3 separate regions of the Mus musculus genome follow, and regions 2 and 3 are each linked to region 1. Evidence: chromatin contacts called from public HiChIP or PLAC-seq and promoter capture Hi-C data. All regions are on one chromosome and are shown on one strand. The core of a region is the stretch at or near the end of the contact, and the rest is flanking DNA. Distances in the headings are between cores, read along the strand shown.

Region 1 (3,195 bases), core at 233-2,732:
GAATTGGGCTTAGAGATTTCATCCGGCAGCTGGCCCTGGCTGCTGCATCTCCCTGTAAGATTCACCCTCAGCACGCAGCAGTTTTCTCCCAGCCCAACTGTTTGCTGTCAGAGGACGGGGGCTTTGGCTAATAGTAGCATCTTCATAAACACATCCTAGAAATGCGAGGAAGATAAGTGAAAGGGGACAGCCTCTCAATGTGCTGTATGACCACGCTGCGGAATATGGTGACTCACTTCCAAATAAGTGGTGTTCAGCCACAGGACCCGGACCAGGTCCTAGGCAGAAAGCAGAGCGGTGCTCATCACTCCCTGGTAGAAAAAGACTTCCTGCCCAGCCCAGATCAGCTCTCTGGCTAATGGTGTCCCTTAAGGTCTGTAGTTTCTTCTAGGAACAGAAGAAATTGACAGAAGAGGGAAGGGGCTAAGTAGGCTGAGGAGAAGCAGAAAAAATAATTTGTTTCCTGAATAAAAGGTGGCAGTCTCAGGAGAGGGAGCCACAGTGGGTCTGTCTCCTTAGAGATCAGGAAAATATCCCATGTTGACTTGCTGTAAGAGAGGGCCACTAAAGTTTCCTCTTAGTTCGTACCTAAATGTTACCACCACCACTAACACTTTTCAAAGAAGAGACATCACTAATATCAAGCAGTGGGTGAGCCTGTGCATGGGACTTGGGGTCTCCCCCTCTCTACACCCCTGCAGGATGCCAGTGGCCTTCTACTGCCAGCTCAACAGACCTGATGCATCTGAAGGATGTGGCCTAGGCACCAAGGCCCTGTCCTTCTCTACTCGGAGCCACCAGTCTTAGCGCTCACTCCACTCTCTTGACCATTCACAACTGACAGCTCCCAGGGACTCTACCACGTGTTCACCCAAGTCACAGCTGAGAACTAAGGCTGGCAGGGTCACATAGCAGGGGCTTTGGATTTAAGTCCAGCCCACCTGCCCACCTGGCACACCGTCCTTGATCCTGTAACCGGACCTTCCCAGGTGACCTTGGTGAACCTGGCAGTGTTGCTGGAATGTGGCTCACTTATGCTGTAGAGAAGGAAGCTCAGGGAGTGGCAAACAGTCTTCCTCTAGTTTCCCAACCCAGTCATGGTACTTTCACTGTCCTACCCCACTGCCACATTAGCAGTGCCTTCTGCAGGGATGAAGTGGTTTGGAAAGAAGATGCTGAACACTTAGTAAGGCAATCCACAGAAAGAGTGAGCAGGGCTCCCTGGCCTCCCAAGCAGCTGCTTGCACAGCCGCAGCTGCTCAAGTCCGTTACCCGAGTCCAGTGGAAGCGCTTTGCCTACACAGGGCACCCCAGCAACGTCAGCCTTCAGGGAGTGGAGCAGGCTGGTGAGCCAGGAGCAGAGCTGGCCAGCCTTCCTGTGCCAAAGAAGGAGGGGGCCCCGCCCAGGCCGCCAAAGCAGGCAGGAGGGGCTGGGCCAGCTGGGGCTGGAGCTAGTGTGACATCACCAGGCGGCCCGCCCCTGTCTGGAGCTGAGGGGAGGCCCAGAGCTTTTCTGGGGCCTGGGGGATCCTCTTGCACTGGTGGGCGGAGAGAAGTGCCTGCAGCCAACCAGGGTCAGGCTGTGCTCACAGTTTCCTCTGGCGGCACGTAAAGGCTCCACAAAGGACCTGGGAGTTCAACTGAGGCTGCTGCTGTCGGCCTGGGGATGGACCCCAAGCCCTGAGTGGTGTTGTTGGACCCAGGACCTGCAAGAAGCATGCACTAAGGCAGCTGCGGACCACACTGTGAGGGAGAGCAGGTTGGGAGCAGCCCCGGTGACACCAGAGCCAGCCTCATCCCTAGGAGCTTCAGAGAGCATAGACTGCTGCCAGCTGAGGCCAGTGAGGCAGGGCTGCTCGGCGGCCAGTCCAGCCTGAGACTCGGGACCTCTCCTGGAGGCCACGGCCAGGCTGTGCTGCTGATGGCACCGTGAGGCATGTGAAGCGCTGCTCCAGGGCCAAGCAGGAGAGAAGAGGTAAGGGGTCAGCTCTCAACTGCAGCAGCCAGGGGAAGAGGGGCTTGAGACGGGCAACCCTGACTCCTCCAGCTTCCGTGTGCAGCTGGACCCCACAGGGGTCAAACCTTGCTTTTGCTCAGAGCTGAATCAAGCATCTGACCAGGCAGAGGACTGTGAATACTTGGGCAGGGTGGTGTAGAGGCACAAGCACACTGGGCTGGGATGTTGAGGACTTCATCGGTGAGCTCCACTCACCTCTTTCAGACAAAGAGCCTCTGGGGTGAGCCGGTTTGGCTGTCGGACACAGGCTGGTAGCCGGGTATGTGCATGTGTGTAGGTGCGGATTTGAAAGGGCAGCAGGCTGAGAGTCGCAGGGCAGTGTAGGACTGGGCAAGTTGTGTTCAAGCTCCGGACTCCTGCACACCCAGCCAGCTAGAGTTATGCTACAGCAGAAGCAGATGTAATGCGGACCTGAGGCAGTGGGGGCCTCAGTTCAGAAAGTGCCCTGGGCCAGGCAGCACGAGCTGCCAGCGTGCCAGGAGCAGAGGCGTCCTGTGCGGGACAGAACATGTCACCCACAAGTTTCTGTCGGTAGGACTGGGGCAAAGTGCTGCCCTGACTTTCCCTCTGCGCCCAAGGATACAGTAGATGGATCCCAGGTCTCCAGCCAGCAGGATGTGGCTGAGAGACTGTGGAGGACCTGCTTTCTGAACAGCCTAGTGAGGGGACACAGCAGGCGCCACATACAGAGTCAGTCCCTTGAAAGCAAGCGCTTCAGCATGAGATAACATTTCCAAACAGAAATTCTCTGCTGATCCCTCCCCTCTCCCTGTGACATCCGTGTCACGGGTCAGCTATTGCCTCTGCTGTGGGATTAGGAGAGTTCCCAGAGGCCAGTGTTGTTACTCAGAAAAAGATCCCTTTGAGGAAGACTGAGAACACAAGTTCCAAAGCTAGCTCAGTGCTCTCCACATGGGTTCTTCCAAGTACAGGCCTAGTATGGCAGCGATTATGAGCTGGCTCCTGTCTGAACTCTGTTAAGTGGCAGATCACAGCTTTTCTAAACCTCAGTTTCCTGATCTGTGAAAAAGAGGGCTGAGAGCCCAGCTCAGCAACAGCCCAGCAGACACCTGCAGCAACCCCACAACACACATCTAACTACCTCCATCTCCCAGATGAGGAAGCCTGGCATGTGACTTCAGGGTTTCTTCAAGTCACACATCACTCACTGCTCTCCA
Region 2 (3,195 bases), core at 498-2,997, 500 kb after region 1:
TCCCCCCCAACCCCTCTTTGCATTCTTTCTTTATGAGATCCCGAATTGTGACATTCGCACCGAAAAAAAAAATCTCTGCGCTTATTTGTGAAAAATGTATATTAAAACCAAAACCCATCACATGGAGAGAGGTCCCAGATGGTTTTATTCACAAGCAGTAGAATTAATGGCCTCTCTTCTCTTTATAAATATTAGAAGCAGATGAGTTCATTAGGATTGTGCCGTAATAAAGAAAACCTGCTTATTCTGACAAGACAGCCACTTATCTAATCTATCTACCGAGTAACAAAGCTACTTCCGGCCTGTAAAACCCAGCGGACTCATCGGCGTTACCTGCGCTGTTTCGAGATTAATGAAAAACACGCCAGTTCCACATTCTGCAAAAGAAAGGTTTCGGGTGGCAGTGGTGGAGCAGAGATGGAATTCAAGGGATTTCTTTCTTTCTTTCCTTTTTTTTTTTTTTTTTTTTTTTTTTTAAATGTGAGTGATTTTGAAAAGCGAGGGTTTTGAAATGTTTACTTTGTGGTGGTTTGAAATTTTTACATCTTTCAACAAAGAGGCCAGAGAAGTGAAAACACGTGAAAAGAGTTTCTGAAAAGCACGATTCAGCAGAAGTTGGGTGAAGCCGCCGAGGGTCCTTTATCTGGGGCAATCTGTGCGCGTCACGGGGTAGGGGAGGCCCAGAGCTCAGCCCCACTGGCCCACCCGAGCCTGCTGGAGGCCCTGGGCTCCCGCTTCAAAGCGCAGTTGGAGAAGCGTCTTGGGAGGGAATCGGACACCTCGCTCTGGGGACCTTTATGCCCAAGCACTGTCGCCTGATGTGGTCATCTCGTTAGTCATGGGAAGCCCAGGGAATTTCTGTTTGTGCCTCTTTCCACACTTATTAAGCAAGAAGTGGGAGGCCGACATGAGAAACCAAAAGATGTTTGTGGTCCCCTGGGCTGCATCTCTTGGGACCACAGCTTATCCATCACTGCAGAGGCATTGCGGAGAAATGGAAAGAGTCAACCGTGCCCAGAGGGGGAGAAAGTGAGCACTCAGGGGCTCCCTGTCTGCTGTATCTTGGCTGGGCTCCCGTGGAAGGGCGTGGGCTCCGAGTCTGAGAAGGGAATGCCTTTGGGGGAGCCAAGCCGCAGCTTAGGAAGATCGGCATGTCACCAGGTTCGGTTGTCTCATTATGTAGCTCAGACCTTTCCCCCCACTTTCCCTAGCAAGGGACCAGCAAGAAGCTGTCATACAGAACTCAGGCACCTGTACAGACCTGTCTCTGTTGTGGGAGAAGACCAAGATGGAACTACCCTCCTCCTCTCCTCTTCTCATCTCCCCCCCCAGCCCCCCAATGCTAGGGTTGGAATCTAGTATTTCATACTTCCTAAGCAAGTGCAGAACTCTAGGTTCTAAGCAGTTCCTTTAGTCCACCAAGTCCCAGTACCTCCGCATCATGTCAGAACCCGCTCTCGCTGGCTGTCCTGTGTCCTGTTCTCTTCCTCTCGGGGCTGCAACACTCCCAGAGGCCCAGGTGGAATTCTGAATTGCGAGATCATCAGACTGGCCCCTCGTGCCCCAATCCCACATGTAATCAAACTTCTGGGCAGATTTTTTGAGGGAAGCAACAAGTTTGAGCCAAGACCCCATGATTGAAATTCTCCAATAAATCCCTCCCAGCTGAGCCCTGAGGGTCTGTAGCTAGCTTCAGCAAGGAGGGATGGTGTGAAGGGTTTCTTTTTTCTTTCTTTTTTTTTTTTTTTGCAAACTTCAAACAGGACCTGGGGTTGTGGGGGAGGAGGAGGGCTATGCTGAGAGAGGAGGCCACAGACCAAGGGCTCAGAGTTAATTAAAGAGCCTGCATGCTTACACCTATAAACTCAGCCTTCTCTGTACATTAAAGCCCTCTGCTTTCTTTCTTGTAGGGCCACCTCTCGTGGTGAGTCTGGAAGTAGAACTAGACTCAAGCCATACTGTTTGATTTTTGTTTTTGTTTTTTTTTTTTTTTTTGCAGCCCCTGGAAGGTTCTAGCCAGAGCACTTTGCCCTTCTACCAGGAGCTAAGACTGTGTTCAATTGCTTTATTAAACATTGAGAATCTACAATTTCCCAAAGTAGGCCTGGGCACATCCCTCGGGGTGTGTGGGCCACCACCTCGCCCATTTGTCAGGCAAGGAAAGTGAGGTTCAGAGAGGCAAAGTGACCAACTGAAGAGCATATTGTGATCAGGAAGAAGTCAGGACTAGACCGCATAATCTTCTGTCAATGGCTAGGGCAGGGACCAACAAGGGACATGCTGCCCTCACCCCAGCCCTGCCCCCTTGCACTGCCGGTGACATTCAATCAGGTGCTGGTGATGCCTGGGCCAGCAGGCCGGGCAGGGCCTCCTCAGCCTCCCAACGACAAATGGTTCTCGTTTGAAAGGGAGGTTATAAAAACACGTGCCCAGAGACACTGTCAGGGAAGGGGGATTAATCTCACTCCAGTCAAAGACCATATTCCAAATATTTTTCTGGGGGTGGGAGGGAGTGGGGGCAGGGATCAGCCCTATCTGGGAAGGCAGTCAGGTTCCTGGGGTGCCCCACAGGCTGGGCTCCAGGAGGCAAGTGATGATGCAGAACAGTCAGGCCAGGGTTCCATGTATGGACCCGGCGAGGCTGGGTCCAATCAAGACCACTGCTTGGAGGCATGGTGCCTCCAGGCTAGCTTTGCAGGCGCTCGCCAGGCTGGCTTGGATATTCACACTGTGTCCGGGGTCTTGGCTGTGTTTCAGAGCCCTGTGAGTTGCTGAAGGAAAGGATTAGAAGCCTGGGACATTTTTATTTTCTGGATGGTGTCAAAGGCTGAGTGTTTTCTCCTGGCCTCTGGAGCAGAGAGGACCCCAAAGACCAGCCAGGGGGGTGGTCTTGCCTCTATGCCTTTTACCTGGACAGGAGTCAAGTCACCCAGAAGCGCTAGCTTTTCGGCTCTCAGACTTGGGGATCCAGGTCCTTATGTGACTCTGGGATTCCAGGCATAGTCTCTTAGGGGTACAGGCCTGAGGTTTCCAACGGTCCTATTTATTGAGGGCATAAAGGTCTAAAGTGGTGTGCTATTTGTTTATCCATACCCTGGAAATAAAAAACCTTGGAAGGACTTTTACTGAGCCCATTTTCCAACAGGGTAAATTGAGACTTGGGGATGTACAGGTAGAAACCAAAAAGCAGAGACA
Region 3 (3,195 bases), core at 247-2,746, 320 kb before region 1:
ACTGAACTGAGGTCCTAAGCCTTTACCTGCTGAGCCAGACATCATTTTGTTGTTGTTGTTGTTGTTTTGTTTAAAATTTATTGATATTTATTTTATGTATGGATACCACATGCATGCCTGATGCCTGTAGAGTCCAGAAGAGGGTGTCTGAGCTCCTGGAATTAGAGTTCTGGCCACTTGTGTGCACCATTGTGGTTTCTGGGAACAGAACCCAGGTCCTCTGCAAAACCAGCACATGCCCTTAACCGTTGGGCCAGCTCTCCAGCACCATTATGGTTTCTCATTGACAGTCAGTCTTCTTCATTAGATTCCTAGGGCCCAGCCCTGGAGACTCAGAGAGCTTGGAGGGTGGGCATGATGCTAGTCCTGTGGCGGGCCGGGGGGCGGGGTGGGGTGGGGGGGGTAGGCTGTCCTGCTGTGGGTGGATGCTGCTGCTGGAGGCCTGGGCCTCCTTTTTCTGTCTGCTCCCCCAAACGCAGGGGCGTCCTCATCCTGCCCTCCTAGAACAGGCTGCCAGCTGGAGGCTGCGGGCACAGAGCTGATGCCAGGCAAGTGGGCGGGGCTGGGGCGGGATGAGAAGGCCTTTGTTTCTCCTGTTTGTGTCCAGATGGGAACTGAGTTTCCCAACAGAAGTGGAGGATGTGAAGAGAAGTCCCAGGTGCTCCCCTGCCCCACCCCCAGACATTTCCCCAGTCTCCACCCTGGCTGCCCTCTCCACCCCTTAGGCCCTCCCGGCTCAGCTGTTAGCCTTCATGAGACCTGTTGTTGCTGAGTTCTGGTTAAATATTTGCTAACTGAGAAGTTTGCAAGGCGGCTTTGTGCGAAGTCCTGGGTGACTACTCCCAAATCTGTCTTTGGATAAGGAGACCCAGCCCTCCTGGGCCTTCAGAGTCCTTTGCAGGTGGCCTTCTTGGCATCTGGAACTAGATAACCTCTCCCCCTGGGGGCCATTGTTTACACGCCTGTTTAATGGATCAGGGAGAGAAGGCAAGGCTAGGCTTGGATCCTGGGGAGCCAGTGTGGAGAAAACCTGGAGACCTGCTTCCTAGTCTCCGGGCCTCAGTCCCCATCTATCCACGGTCAGCTCTCCTGGGTCCAGGAGGGACCTTCCCAAAGTGCCAATGGCCTGTTAACAAGGGGATGTGGCAGCTCAGGATTCAGTTGGTACAGCCCACTAGATACCTTAACCACTAAAATAGGACCCCTCTCTCTCAGAGTTCTTCATTCCCGTTTGGGGTAGCAGGGGGCTGTGATGTCATGCCTGGTTTGCTCTCTTATGTAATGCTGGGCAAGTCACTGAATATCTCTGAGCTGTGGATCCCTCATCCAGAGAATGGGTTTGTCGGTTTGTCCTGGTGGGGGTTAAATAAAGTCATCGTGACTATTCTCTGATTCTCAGCTAAAGTGCTTCAGAAAACCGCCTCAGTGCTGGCTCTGGGCAACTGTGGCATGCATTAGCTCATGCTGTGATGATTATAATTAGATGCAAATGGAGAACCAGAGAGCCTTGTGGTGGGGAGCAGGGCAAGGCAGGCTGACTAAGATTCTAAGCCTGGGAGTTGAGAAAGGGTGTTCTGCCAAAGGGTGCTTCATAGGAGAGAGTGCAGAGTGGGGGTACACTTGGTATCAGTCGGACCCAGCCAGGGCAGGGGCTGGGAAGGGCAAGGGGACTGAGAACCTCAGCCTTGGATTCCATTCATTGCTATCCGCTCGTGAACTGCAGCATGTCAGGACGTGGGGTAGGAGCTGTGTCATTGCAGATGGGGAATCTACGCTCTCCTGGGGCTGTTGAAGGCCAACTCATCCTTAACAAAGCAAGTCACCTGATCTTCTGGACATTTCCACAGTCCTTAGAGTCCAGGGCCTGTTGGCCTGGCGGACAAGTCTCTGATCTCCCAGCTTCTGTCTCTCCAGTGGCGGCAATGCTTCTAGAAGCTTCTGGGCTCTGCTAGGTCAGGACTTGCTCTGCTCTTCTGTGACCTACATGAGAAATGCTAGGTCCCCAGCCATCCTGGTGCCTCTCCACCTGTGTCTAAATAAAAAAAAAAAAAGGTTTGCCATTTGTAGTTCTGGGAATTGAACCCAGTCCTCGTGCACAATAGGAATATGCTCACCACTAGCCACTATACTGTGTCCCTAGCCTTGTGCTCTATACATCTCTCACAGTCTGTCCTCAGTGAGACAGTGGTCTGTCCTCAGTGAGATGGCAGAGTCTCTATCCAAACATCCTTGTCATTTACGCGTGAACCGTAGTCTTGGCACACTTGGTGTCCCCAGCCCACAGCAAGCACATTCACAGGCACACCTTGGAGCTGTGTTCAGAGGAAGGGGGTTTTCTTTGTTAATTCCTGATCTTCAGGAAAGAGGGTTAACCCAGCAGGTCTCTTCAGGACACCTGCGGTGAGAAGGGAGAGAAAGCTCGTGTGACATCCACTTTCCCAACAAAGAAGATCTGTGTTGGATGTTTCTTCATCCTCGGGAGCCTCCGAGGTCCCAGCTTCTATGCTGGCCTTTCAGTGTGAGGAGTCTAGGGTGGGCGTGGAGCTTGTGAGAGAGTTCTCACACGGTGTAGATAAGTGGGGAGCACCCACCCAGCCTGGGGATTTCCAAAGGAAGAGAATGGGGGATGGGATGGGGTGGGGCTGAAGGATCAGCTTCGGTACTGTGGTTATAATAGGAGCCATACCTTTACCCCAAGGGCAGAAGGAGCCTTAGGACGTTTGTGAGCAGTGGAGGACCAGGCAGCTCCCTCCTTCTCCTGGTATGGGAAGGGCCAGAGGGAGTCAGGAGTAAGTTGGAGGCTGAGGCAGGTAGTGACCCGGCTGGGGGCAATGGCAGGTGGTGCAGGCTGAGCTGAGGTGAGCTGGCCTAAGTCAGCTCACAGTTCTGATGGTGGGCCCAGAAGCTGGGGCCCACTGCCGAGGACACCCCTCCTTCTGGATCAATTCACCAAGGGGTCTGCATCAGCCTCTGCTCTCTGGAGCAGCTCCCTTCTGGACCAGGGTGACTGTCACACTTTCTCTTCCTGACTCTGGCTCTACATGGTCCCTGCCCGCTGGTCCCAGCTCTTCTCTTGGGCCGGTTATGCCCCTCCCCCATGCTGGATGATGAAGCCTGTCATTACTCCTCCTCCCCCCAACTTGTACCTGATTACAGGTCCCAGGCAGGAGCCCTGCATCAGCCCTCCTGATAGGG

Evidence for each region. Promoter capture Hi-C pulls out the DNA fragments that hold promoters and counts their contacts. HiChIP or PLAC-seq counts read pairs in DNA pulled down with a chosen protein or histone mark.
Region 2: a promoter capture Hi-C map of embryonic stem cells shows a contact between it and region 1, with 4 times the contacts expected there. The contact joins the promoter of 9430024E24Rik here to the promoter of Angptl2 in region 1. A contact is called at or near these places in 2 of 39 promoter capture datasets (embryonic stem cells and stem cell-derived epiblast-like cells), 1 of 484 Hi-C or Micro-C datasets (embryonic stem cells) and 1 of 9 other capture datasets (embryonic stem cells).
Region 3: a FOXA1 HiChIP or PLAC-seq map of pancreatic cancer cells shows a contact between it and region 1. The contact joins the enhancer-like site here to the promoter of Angptl2 in region 1. A contact is called at or near these places in 1 of 484 Hi-C or Micro-C datasets (embryonic stem cells), 2 of 115 datasets of contacts at active chromatin or transcription factors (large pre-B cells and pancreatic cancer cells) and 1 of 9 other capture datasets (pancreatic islet).

Annotation. Positions count from the first base shown.
Region 1 is chr2:33,214,479-33,217,673 of GRCm38.p6, forward strand. It overlaps Angptl2 (angiopoietin-like 2), which reads left to right and starts at 1,483. Exons shown (of 5, transcript NM_011923.4): 1 at 1,483-1,975. The region is part of intron 8 of Ralgps1 (Ral GEF with PH domain and SH3 binding motif 1); the gene reads right to left.
Region 2 is chr2:33,717,203-33,720,397 of GRCm38.p6, forward strand. 9430024E24Rik (a long non-coding RNA gene) reads right to left here and starts at 1,748. Exons shown (of 2, transcript XR_374262.3): 1 at 1,433-1,748.
Region 3 is chr2:32,895,180-32,898,374 of GRCm38.p6, forward strand. All of the region lies in intron 1 of Niban2 (niban apoptosis regulator 2), which reads left to right. Among named protein-coding and RNA genes, the nearest start is that of Gm13523, 14 kb to the left of the region's middle. Within about 2 kb of position 1,497, at least 156 of the 459 cell types and tissues checked have an H3K27ac peak or open chromatin away from gene starts, as enhancers often do. A contact at or near this core is called in pancreatic cancer cells and pancreatic islet, where this site is marked.